3 separate regions of the Sus scrofa genome follow, and regions 1 and 3 are each linked to region 2. The links are chromatin contacts, called in public HiChIP or PLAC-seq and promoter capture Hi-C maps. All regions are on one chromosome and are shown on one strand. The core of a region is the stretch at or near the end of the contact, and the rest is flanking DNA. Distances in the headings are between cores, read along the strand shown. Region 1 holds the start of RPL18 (60S ribosomal protein L18). Region 2 holds the start of BCL2L12 (bcl-2-like protein 12). Region 3 holds the start of HSD17B14 (17-beta-hydroxysteroid dehydrogenase 14).

Region 1 (2,842 bases), core at 287-2,786, 730 kb before region 2:
TCGAGCTTGGACCAATACTGCCACAGAGGCTCTGGAACCTGTAGTTCGGGGGTGGCCTTGTCTAAGGGTCTCAGGCCCAACCTCACCTTGACCAGCAGCCTCAGGTAGATGTCCTGGCTCTTGGGCTCCTTGCGTCGAACCTTTCGGTCCTTGTTGTGGCGGATGTCAACTCCCTGCAGGGGTGAAGGGAAGACCATGAACCCAGCCCTGACTCGATCCTCACCTCACAAACATTCTCAATGAGCCCTTACCTCTGAGCAAGAGCTAATGCAGTCTCTGGAGACAACGAACTCCAATCTGACACTCGGAGAGCTCTGGGAAAAACCACTTAACCCCCTACCCAATGACCCCTTTGTAGAAAAAAACTAATTCAACATAAGCCTTCAGCACATGACACACAGCACACACCCTGAAAGACCTCAACAAAGGAGCCACACTGACTCAAATTTTTAGTTCCAAAGAACTAAACTGTGTTTTCAGGGATGTATTATTTAAGCACCCCAAACTCACTCCGAAAAAGCAGAACCAAAATCACTTAAACCAAAGGCAGACTTAAAAAGGTATTACGGTATCAATGAACTTTTTTTTTCAGTAATCCGTACAAAACTACTTCTAGGACTTTTCTTATACTATCTCCTTGAATCCAACAATCTTTTATGAAGTTAGTTTCCCACTTTAGCGCTAAAAAAAAACTGAAAGCAGCCTACGATTTCCACTACAGCCCCTGCCTACTTGCCTAAAGAGGTTTTTTTTTGTTTACTATGCTATTAACTGGAAAGAGGTATTTGACCACTGATACCTCCAGCACTTAATATACGCAAAAGCCTACAACAAGCACACTTCCCGGGACTTATTTCTTCCCAAACTCACATCTGTGAGACATAATTACTGGGCCCCCAATGATAAAGTCAAGATGCTTTCCCCGCACAGAAATGATACGTTGGGCAGTGAATTGAGATTCGAATCGAAGCCTGCCTGGTCCCCACACCCAGGCACCAGACGCTCAGCAACTCCCCCAGAACCCAGCTTTCCAGGCCGGGGAGTGACAGGTCCAAGGGCAGCACAGGCAAGAGTGGCTGTGGGATCAGCGCCTGGGTCCGAATTCTGACTCCGCTCTTTATTGTCATTACGTTACCGGTCATATTTAACTCCCTTACCCCTCAAGTTGGTCATGTACTCAATGGGAACCATAAAAGAATACGGGAGGACGAGAAATTGACGACTCCCATTTCTGCTCTTCAAGCCCCCAAAATAGCTCCCCAGCCCGGGAGTCGCTTCCTTTGGACACCCTGGGACCCCTGCCTCCCTCTGGAACATCCTCGGTCCCAGACCGCAGCGGATGGCAACGGATGATCAATGCCCAAACTCCGCAAAGCGCGCTCACCATGATGGCGCCTCCTCCTTAGCCAGGTCCGGAAAGAGAGACAGGGAGCTAGGGTGGGCGGGGAAAGCCGTCAGTGAAGGGCTCGTACGTGACGTCACATGGACGCGACGCGGCACTCTACCGCGACGCCCGCCCTCTCTATGGTGATCGGAGGACCGGCTAGATAGACGCCTCCGGAATTGGGTGTCGGTTCCCTGGTCCCTAGGAGGGAAGGGTCTGTACGTCGGGGCCTCTCTGGCCATATCCAGTCTCTGTTCTCGATAGTCTTCCGGAAGAAAGGGCGCTGGGAACGAGGGAGATGTCGCGCAGAAGTAGGAAGACGCGTCGTGCGTTGACGCTCTGGCCCGACGCCGACGGCCTCTCGGTGGCTCCCGGAGGACCCAGCGGCCCGAGTCTTGGAGGTGAGGAGGCGGGGCTGGCGGGACCAGTCCGGACGTAGGGAACCGTCTGACCCCAATCTTTGAGCGTTTCCTTATCGGGTTCACCTCTGCCTTGTCTCGTGCCGCGCTTGCCAGGCGCGGCCGCAGCTTGAGAAGTCTTGCTTGAGGTCTAACCCGAGATCTTCTTGCTGCAGTCCTGTCTGTGGCATCCGGTGTTTCCACCTTTTAGGTTCAGCTTCACCCTCTTCTCCCAGATGGCCCTTCCTTAACCCCTCCTCAGCCTCTGCCACCCGGAGGCTGCTTCTCCCAGCCAGAGAGTTTCAAGTGGCCCAGCGGGTTCGGTATGAGGGATGTGCACGGTACTGGAGCGCAGAGGAGGCAAGCTGAGGCTGCGGGCTGGGGCGACGCGGTGGAGAGAAAAAAATTCCTGAAAAAGAAAAGTGGAGAGAATTAGAGAGAGGGAGACCGAGATTCAGAGGAGGGAAGGAATGGAGACCCAGAGGGGAGTGGACAGAGACGGAGGGTGGGGGAAATAATGACGGGAGGTGGGAGGATGTTAGAAAGAGAGGGAAGATGGAGGTCTAGGGAGAAGCAGAGACAAATTCAGTTCCTTACTAAGCATAAGACCTTGGGCAAAACCTTTTTTTGTGTATTACTTTCCTTATTTGCAAGAAGGGGATGATAATAGGCCTGGCACATGGAGTGTTTTCTAGCATTATATAAGTTAGTTTAAATGCTTGGGACAATGCTTTGTACTTCTAAGCGCTGAGTTAACAATTAGCCTCTAATCCTGTTGGCTCTCACTGGGGAGGTGGAGAGGACCAGATGGACTGGTTGGGGCAATGAGGAAGCTGACTTGTCCATTCTTGTCTTCCTCTTCTGGGAAGCCCTGCCCCTTGGGCCCCCAGCACTTGGGGCTTGGCCTCCTCTTCTCTGCCCTTAATACTCCTACTTATTCATCTCTCCTCCCCAGAGCCACAGGCCAAGCCTGGACCATGATGCCTGACTCCTTGCCCATACCACCCTCCCATGGCCTCCCAGCCGGGGCCACGTTGATGTTGTAACACAGCAGGGGGCC
Region 2 (3,246 bases), core at 365-2,864:
AGGCAGGGGCTGAGCGCAGGACGGTCGGGGCGCATTCTTACGTGGGTATCAGAGGTACTGTATCTGCCACTGAGGTCTAGAGAGGTGTCTGGCTCAGGAAAGTCCCCAACTCCTGTCGAGAAAGGTGGTGAGTGGAGTAGGGGCTCTGGGGACACCCGAAATCCCATCCCTCCAAGCAAAGCCTCACTTCAGCACACCTGAGGTCACAAACTCATAGATCTTGTGTGGGTCGTGGGGGTCCTTGCTGTGGTCCTCTGCTAAACGCAATGCTTCTTTCCGGTTCAGGGCAGACCGGAAATTCCTCTTCCAGGTGGGCAGGTCGGGCTTATCCTTCCCAGGAGTGTAGGCACCACTGGCCTCGGCCCAGGCCTGGGGGGACCAGTGGTACCAAGATAGTGAAGAGGATGACTTAAATCTTGCCCCCAGGGGTCCTAACCTTGGCTCCTCTTGTCCTAACACCACCTTGCCCTCCCCTGGCAGGTTTTGTTTTTGTTTTTGTTTTTGAAACCATAGTTGATTTACAATATTGTGCCAATTCCCTTTGCACGTTCTAACTTAGTTCTCATCCCCAAGCTCTGGAATTCTCTGTGCCCCAAATCCCCCTTACCTCCACCCTTCAAAAACATTTGCTTTCTAAGCCAGCCTCCTGGTCCTAATGGGTGTCTAACTGCCAGTGCGCTGCCCCAGGACACTCTTCGTCATTAGGCTTAACACCACCGGCATATCCTACTTCCGTGGCAACCTCGGCTTCAGGGTCGAGTCTTGCCTCTAATATTCCAAGGTCCGCCCCCAGAATTCTACAACCAAAAGCCCCACCCCAGGGGGTTCCCTACCACCACCACTCCCCTCCCACCCCAGGATGCATTTCCTTCACTTGCCCGGTTCTATTCCTGGGACCTGGCGGCTCCAATCCTCACGGCTGTCAGACGCCCATCTGCGCGTCGTACTAACTTCGCCCCTCCCAGTTCTAACTCCATCCACCCCCACCTGCCAGAATAAGCGTGGGCCGCGCGGTCGAGCTGATCCCATCCCTCGGCCCCGTCCCCTTGGAGTCCCCGGGCCCGGCGCGCGCGCACCTGGAAGATGCCGAAGTCCTCCTGCTGGGCATCCTGCCGCAAGCCGTGCTTCCAAGGGATGCGGAAGCGCGTGTGGCCCTCATCCAGCCAGGCCACGCCCTCCAGTTGCCCCTGGTTCAGCTGAGATATCAGCCAGGGCAGGATCCGAGGCTTCTGAGTTCCCATGGGCCTGTGCGCCGGGGACAGTTCCTGGATATAGGCGGACTCCCAGGCCCACCCAGTTGGAAGGTTCCGAACCCAGACCTCCCTCTCAAGCGCCACGGCGCAGGGTCCTCACCTCTATTCTCCTGGGGTACAGACAGGAGACCTCCCATCCTCCAGAGAGGCTCCCTAATTCAGAGAGGAGTCCCTCCAAAACCCCTCTCCTTTCCCCAGCTTCTTTTATCTACATACCTCTACCTCCCTCAATTCTACCTTCCTCAATTCCGCCAGTGTAGACCTTCCCCACTCCACTGAAAGCCCTTCCCTCCCCCACATCACACAGTGCAGGTACTCTTATCTCCAGGGTAGACGCCTCCCTCCCGTTACTGCCGTGCACATGCTAGGGACTCGCAGACCTCTACCTCCCACACTCAACTCCAGTGTAGCTCCCCCCGCTCCCCAGAACCCCTCACTCATAGACCGACCAACCACAGTTCCTCCCAAACAGACGGCCTCCCTCCTCCGCGGCACGCCCCACTTCCCAGAGTGGATCGCTTCTCATTCACAGAGTCCTTCTCTCCCCTAGATACCCCAGTGTGGACACCTCCTCTTCTCTCCTACCAACTACTTTTCTAAGTTTTGTTTTACAGCCAGCCATTGCTTCACTTCCTTTCCTTCTCGCTTCACTTTCCCCAGCGTACACAAACCCCCTTCCCCACTGTCAAGGCAGACGCATCCTTCCTCCGTCCCATTCTTCACTACTGGACGCCACCAACTCCCCCGCTTTTCCGCGTTACCTAGGTAGTGGGTCGAGGCGCGTAGAGTGCCGGGAGGAGGTGCGCCGGGAACCCAGGAACCCAGAAACCCAGAAAACCCACTCCTGCGTTTGAAGCCCCGTAGCTCTCGAACTCGCCGCCGCACACCCCACTTCTCGTCAGCTGAGTTTTAGAGGTGGGACTTGTTTTCTGTTGATTTCTTGAAATAAAAACGACTTTAACGTCGTTAGGATTATCGACTCGACAGCCAGAGAGGCGGTACAGTGAGCCGGGAAAACTCCCCCGCCCATCATGCCCTTTTTAGGTCTTCCGACCACGGGCATGCTGGGAGCGTTCTATGCAAATTAGGCGGGCCTCATCGCCCCGCCCCTTCCACGTTTGGGCCGGCTCCTAGCCGGTACAGTCATTGCGCAGGCGCGGGAAAGTCGCCCTAAGGAAAGTTTATACAAGTTCAGTGGAGGAGGCGGCGGCGGCGGGGCCCGGGACCAGGTGAGCGGGAGGTGAGGGAGAGCTAGGTGAGCAGGGAAGAAAAGGGGGCCGGGATCTAGGAGCAGGTAGCCCAGTCACGCTTCCCCGACATCTGCGTGTCCCGGCTCCCCCAAATTCCAGCCCGAGTCAGAGTGGAACTACACCTCCCAGCAGGCTGCGCGGCGAACAAGTAACGGACGGAGGGGAATGTTTGCTACGAAGTCTGCTGGGAATCGTAGTTCCTGATCCTCTACGGACTTGAATAGCTTGGCATATACTTTCAGAATGGAGAAGTCAGAGCCCCAAGCCTCCTTCTCCTTCGGGGACTCAGGGATCTGAGGCCCCAGTCTCCTTCTCTCTTAGACTCAAGAGTTCAGACCCCCAGCCCCCTACTCCGAAAACCAAGAGTCCAGGCCCCCAGTCCCCTCCTCCCTTGGACCCCAAATCCAAATCCCCAGCTTTCTCCTCTCCCAGGATCAGGATGTCTTTGCCCTCATCCCTCTCCTCCTTCTGAGAACTCAAGTGTCTGGGCCCCCAGACCCCAACTTCTGTAAGGAACCTGGGAATCCAGACTCTCAGCCCCTTCCTCCCTTGGGCACGCATGAATCCTGACGGCACCACACTTCTCATTCCGGGACTAGCAATTTGGGCCCCCAGCCGGCAGTTCTTGCTGAACCCTGGAGTCCATCCCCAGCTCCTTCTCTTATAGGTGCCTCCATGGCAGGCTCTGAAGAGCTGGCGCTCCGGGAGGACACTCTGAAGGTCCTAGCTGCCTTCCTTAGGCG
Region 3 (3,076 bases), core at 537-3,036, 560 kb before region 2:
TGACAGGAGGGACCAGGGGCCTTGAAGGCCTGGGAGATAGAGGAGAATCTTCTCGGCAGACACAGGACGTGGCCAGCCGAGTTAGGAAAGCTTTGCGATGAAACTGAGCTGAGACTCTGGGGGCAGGTGTCATTTAGCCAGGAGATGGGGAAGGGTAGAGGGAATAGCATGTGCAAAGCCCGGGGTGAAGGGAGAGAGAGAACGATTGGAGATTGAGGGGGACGGGGAGGGACAGAAACTACGCGCTCACCTTCACATCATCCTCTTGAGTCACGTCACAGAGGACAAAGACAGACCCAGGCAGCTCCTGCTCCAGGGTCCGACCAGTGGACTCTGCAGGAAGAGAAGGGCTGGGGGCTGGAGCCTGGGTCTCAGAGAGGAGGGGCTGGGGGCCCAGGATCCTGGGTCTGAGGGAGGAGGGCTGGGGCTGGATCCTGGGTCTGAGGGAGGAGGGTGCTGGGGCCTGTATTCTTCTTGAATCTAAGGGAGGAGGCAGTGGGCTGAGGACTGGGGGACCCTCACTCACCGTCTTTGTCACAGATCACCACCTGGGCGCCACTTTCCACTGCGAATAGACAGGGAATAGGTTAGCCCTGCAGAGACCTTGGTGAAGATCTCTGCTGCCCTCTGTGGCCACCCGGAACAGGGCCGTTCCCCCCCCACCACCGCCCCAGCTCTGTTCCCCTCGTGACCCCAAAGTCTCATGATGATCCCGTAGGGCAAAAGGCAGAAGCCTAGCCTTCTCCTTGGCTATTCCAGGTGACTTCTGGGGCTCCTGAGTCTCCATCCCTGGGTTCTAGAGTAAACCCTAAACCTCCAAAAGACATATTCCTTCAACCACCACCCCCGGCCCCCCATTCTGTAGCAATAGCTGAGACCCAGAGAAAGGGAGTCAATGGCATTTGAAAATCCGCCGCAATCTCAGGCCCCAGGCCACCTCTGCCTTCCCTTCGTTAACTTTGCAAATTGGATTTTACGAGACAAGAATCTAGATTCCAGTACAGAAGATACTTCGTCCCACACCCATTAGCCCCCGGGTCCCTCCGCTCCCAGACTCCACTGTTCAGAGCCGACCAGACCCCACTCACCGAAGGCTCGGACGATCCCAGCTCCGATGCCGCGCCCGCCCCCCGTCACGATTACCACCTTCCCGGCATAGCGCGTTCCCGTTGCCATCCCGCGTCAGAAGGTCTCCTTCGGCCACTCACTCACACTCACTCGAGGCTTCTATCCCCCTCTGAAGTCCGGTGAGGTCTTGGGGTCGAACCATAAATAGGGGCTGGATCCTGAAGCCCGGCCCCGGGGGCGTTGCCAGGAAAGCCAGAAGCCTGGAACTTGGCCCCAGCCCCCTCCTCCCTCAGACCCAGGAGGCCGGTCCCCCAACCCTCAAACTCGGGATTCCTGGAGTCCGGCCCCCTCTGCCGGACCTTGGACTCCAAAGTCCAGGTCCCGGGTCCTCTCTTCCTTCAGACCCAGGAATCCAGGTCGCCGGCCCCCTCCTCCCTCAGACTCAGTAATCCAGACCTCGAGCTCCCCCCGTTCCTCTGACACACAAAGCTGAGTCCGCTGTCCCCTCCTCCCGCGGGACCCAGGAGTTCACCACTCCAGCTCTACCTCTTCGAGACACCGGTGTCACAACTCCAAACAGACAGAAAGTTATCGACTAAGAGTTCAATGTTTTAATCCAAATTTGGACAAGTATTGGGAAAATCAAACTTTGGCCAAAGTAGCCACTCCTCGGCCACCGGGAGGGGACCAGATCACGCCCTCAGGTGAGGGAAGAGGCTCCATCTGTCCCGGAAGTACCTCCGGGACACGCCCTCCAGCTCTGATTGGCTGCCCTGCTTGGGCGGGTCAGAAGCTGGACTGTAGCAGCGTGACTCTCAGAGGCCACGCCTCCTCGTCTGGGGTTAGCGCGGGAGGGGCGGTCCCGGAATCCCAGGTCGGCTCCCAAGAGGCCGGGCCTGCGTCGCGCCCAGTCCCTCGGTGGGAGAACCCCGTGGAGTGGGAACTGGCCACTGGAGGAGATCTTGGGGGCGAGGACACGCAGGGCGTGGGATCTGACGGAGGTGGCGACGCAGGGGGAAGAGGGTCTCCTCGAGAGTCCAAACTGCCACCTGGAGAGGACGGACGGAGAACGAGAATGGCAAACTTTGGGACCCAGAAGTCCCGACACCCAGGACTTTCCTCTCAAACCTAGGAGTCCAGGCTCCCCGTCCTCTCCTCCCCAGACACGGCAGTCCTGGGATCCAGTCCCCTCCTACTGGGGTCTGGAACCCCCAAGCCCTGTCCAGCTCTTTCTTTACCAAGGCAGAGGGTTTCTGGCGGTCGTCGGACCCCCCTCCCCACCAGGACCTAGGATTCCGGGCCTCCAGACTCCCTCTTCCCTAACACCCAGGAGCCCAAGGTCCCCAGCCCATTCTCACCTGTCATCATTCGGTGCCACTGTGACGCCTCAGCAGCCAAGGCTTGAGAGAGGCTGAGAACTCGCTCCCGGTGACCCTCAGATGTTGGTAAATAAGGGGTCGTGTTCCTCGGACTAGAAAAAAGAAGATGCAGGGGTGGCCTTGAATAATTTGCCTGTAAGGTGAGGACCACGGTGCAGAGCGTGTCCTTCTGGGAGTTGTAGTCCCTAGCATATGGCTCTAAAGGATTTTGAACAGGGCGAGACCCTCTTTTTAAGTCTGCGTGCATTATGGGATCTGTAGTCCAATTGCCCGAAAACTTCCCGACAGAGGAGCAGAGTTTGACAGCAACGGTGGAACCGCTGTGAACTAGGGCTTTCTCATTCCCCAGGAATTCAAGCGTCTCTGAAATGTTCTGCCATCCATACCCTGGTACTCAAGAGTACTCAGGAGACATTAATACTTAATGCTACTCCTCACCCTTTTGTTGACTTTCTTGCTTCTAGTTTGGATCTCCAATTCCTTACCTGCTCCAGGACCCAGAGCTTCTGAGCCATTTCTGGCTCCTGAGTGTCCCAGGGCAGGCTGCAAAGGAATTGGAGCATTAGAATTCCTCCCCCAGGAAGCCCTCACGTCCTCATTTTGAGGATGAAGTGAAGGAGCTTAGCGAA

What was found. Promoter capture Hi-C pulls out the DNA fragments that hold promoters and counts their contacts. HiChIP or PLAC-seq counts read pairs in DNA pulled down with a chosen protein or histone mark.
Region 1: a contact with region 2 is called in a promoter capture Hi-C map of fetal liver, with 4 times the contacts expected there. The contact joins the promoter of RPL18 here to the promoter of BCL2L12 in region 2. A contact is called at or near these places in 2 of 5 promoter capture datasets (fetal liver and liver) and 2 of 47 Hi-C or Micro-C datasets (skeletal muscle and subcutaneous adipose tissue).
Region 3: an H3K27ac HiChIP or PLAC-seq map of alveolar macrophages shows a contact between it and region 2. The contact joins the promoter of HSD17B14 here to the promoter of BCL2L12 in region 2. A contact is called at or near these places in 1 of 5 promoter capture datasets (fetal liver) and 1 of 2 datasets of contacts at active chromatin or transcription factors (alveolar macrophages).

What each region holds. Positions count from the first base shown.
Region 1 is chr6:53,977,145-53,979,986 of Sscrofa11.1, forward strand. RPL18 (60S ribosomal protein L18) reads right to left here and starts at 1,537. Exons shown (of 7, transcript XM_021094700.1): 1 at 1,385-1,537; 2 at 87-173. The coding sequence starts at 1,387.
Region 2 is chr6:54,704,839-54,708,084 of Sscrofa11.1, forward strand. It overlaps BCL2L12 (bcl-2-like protein 12), which reads left to right and starts at 1,615. Exons shown (of 10, transcript XM_013998657.2): 1 at 1,615-1,744; 2 at 2,019-2,053; 3 at 2,241-2,429; 4 at 2,431-2,482; 5 at 3,171-3,246. The coding sequence starts at 1,615. IRF3 (interferon regulatory factor 3) reads right to left here and starts at 1,241. Exons shown (of 8, transcript NM_213770.1): 1 at 1,077-1,241; 2 at 198-369; 3 at 42-112. The coding sequence starts at 1,241.
Region 3 is chr6:54,142,357-54,145,432 of Sscrofa11.1, forward strand. HSD17B14 (17-beta-hydroxysteroid dehydrogenase 14) reads right to left here and starts at 1,787. Exons shown (of 10, transcript XM_021094705.1): 1 at 1,615-1,787; 2 at 1,089-1,254; 3 at 527-565; 4 at 251-333. The coding sequence starts at 1,176. It overlaps PLEKHA4 (pleckstrin homology domain-containing family A member 4), which reads right to left. Exons shown (of 21, transcript XM_013998606.2): 18 at 2,972-2,990; 19 at 2,933-2,969; 20 at 2,427-2,539; 21 at 1,660-2,117. The coding sequence ends at 1,855.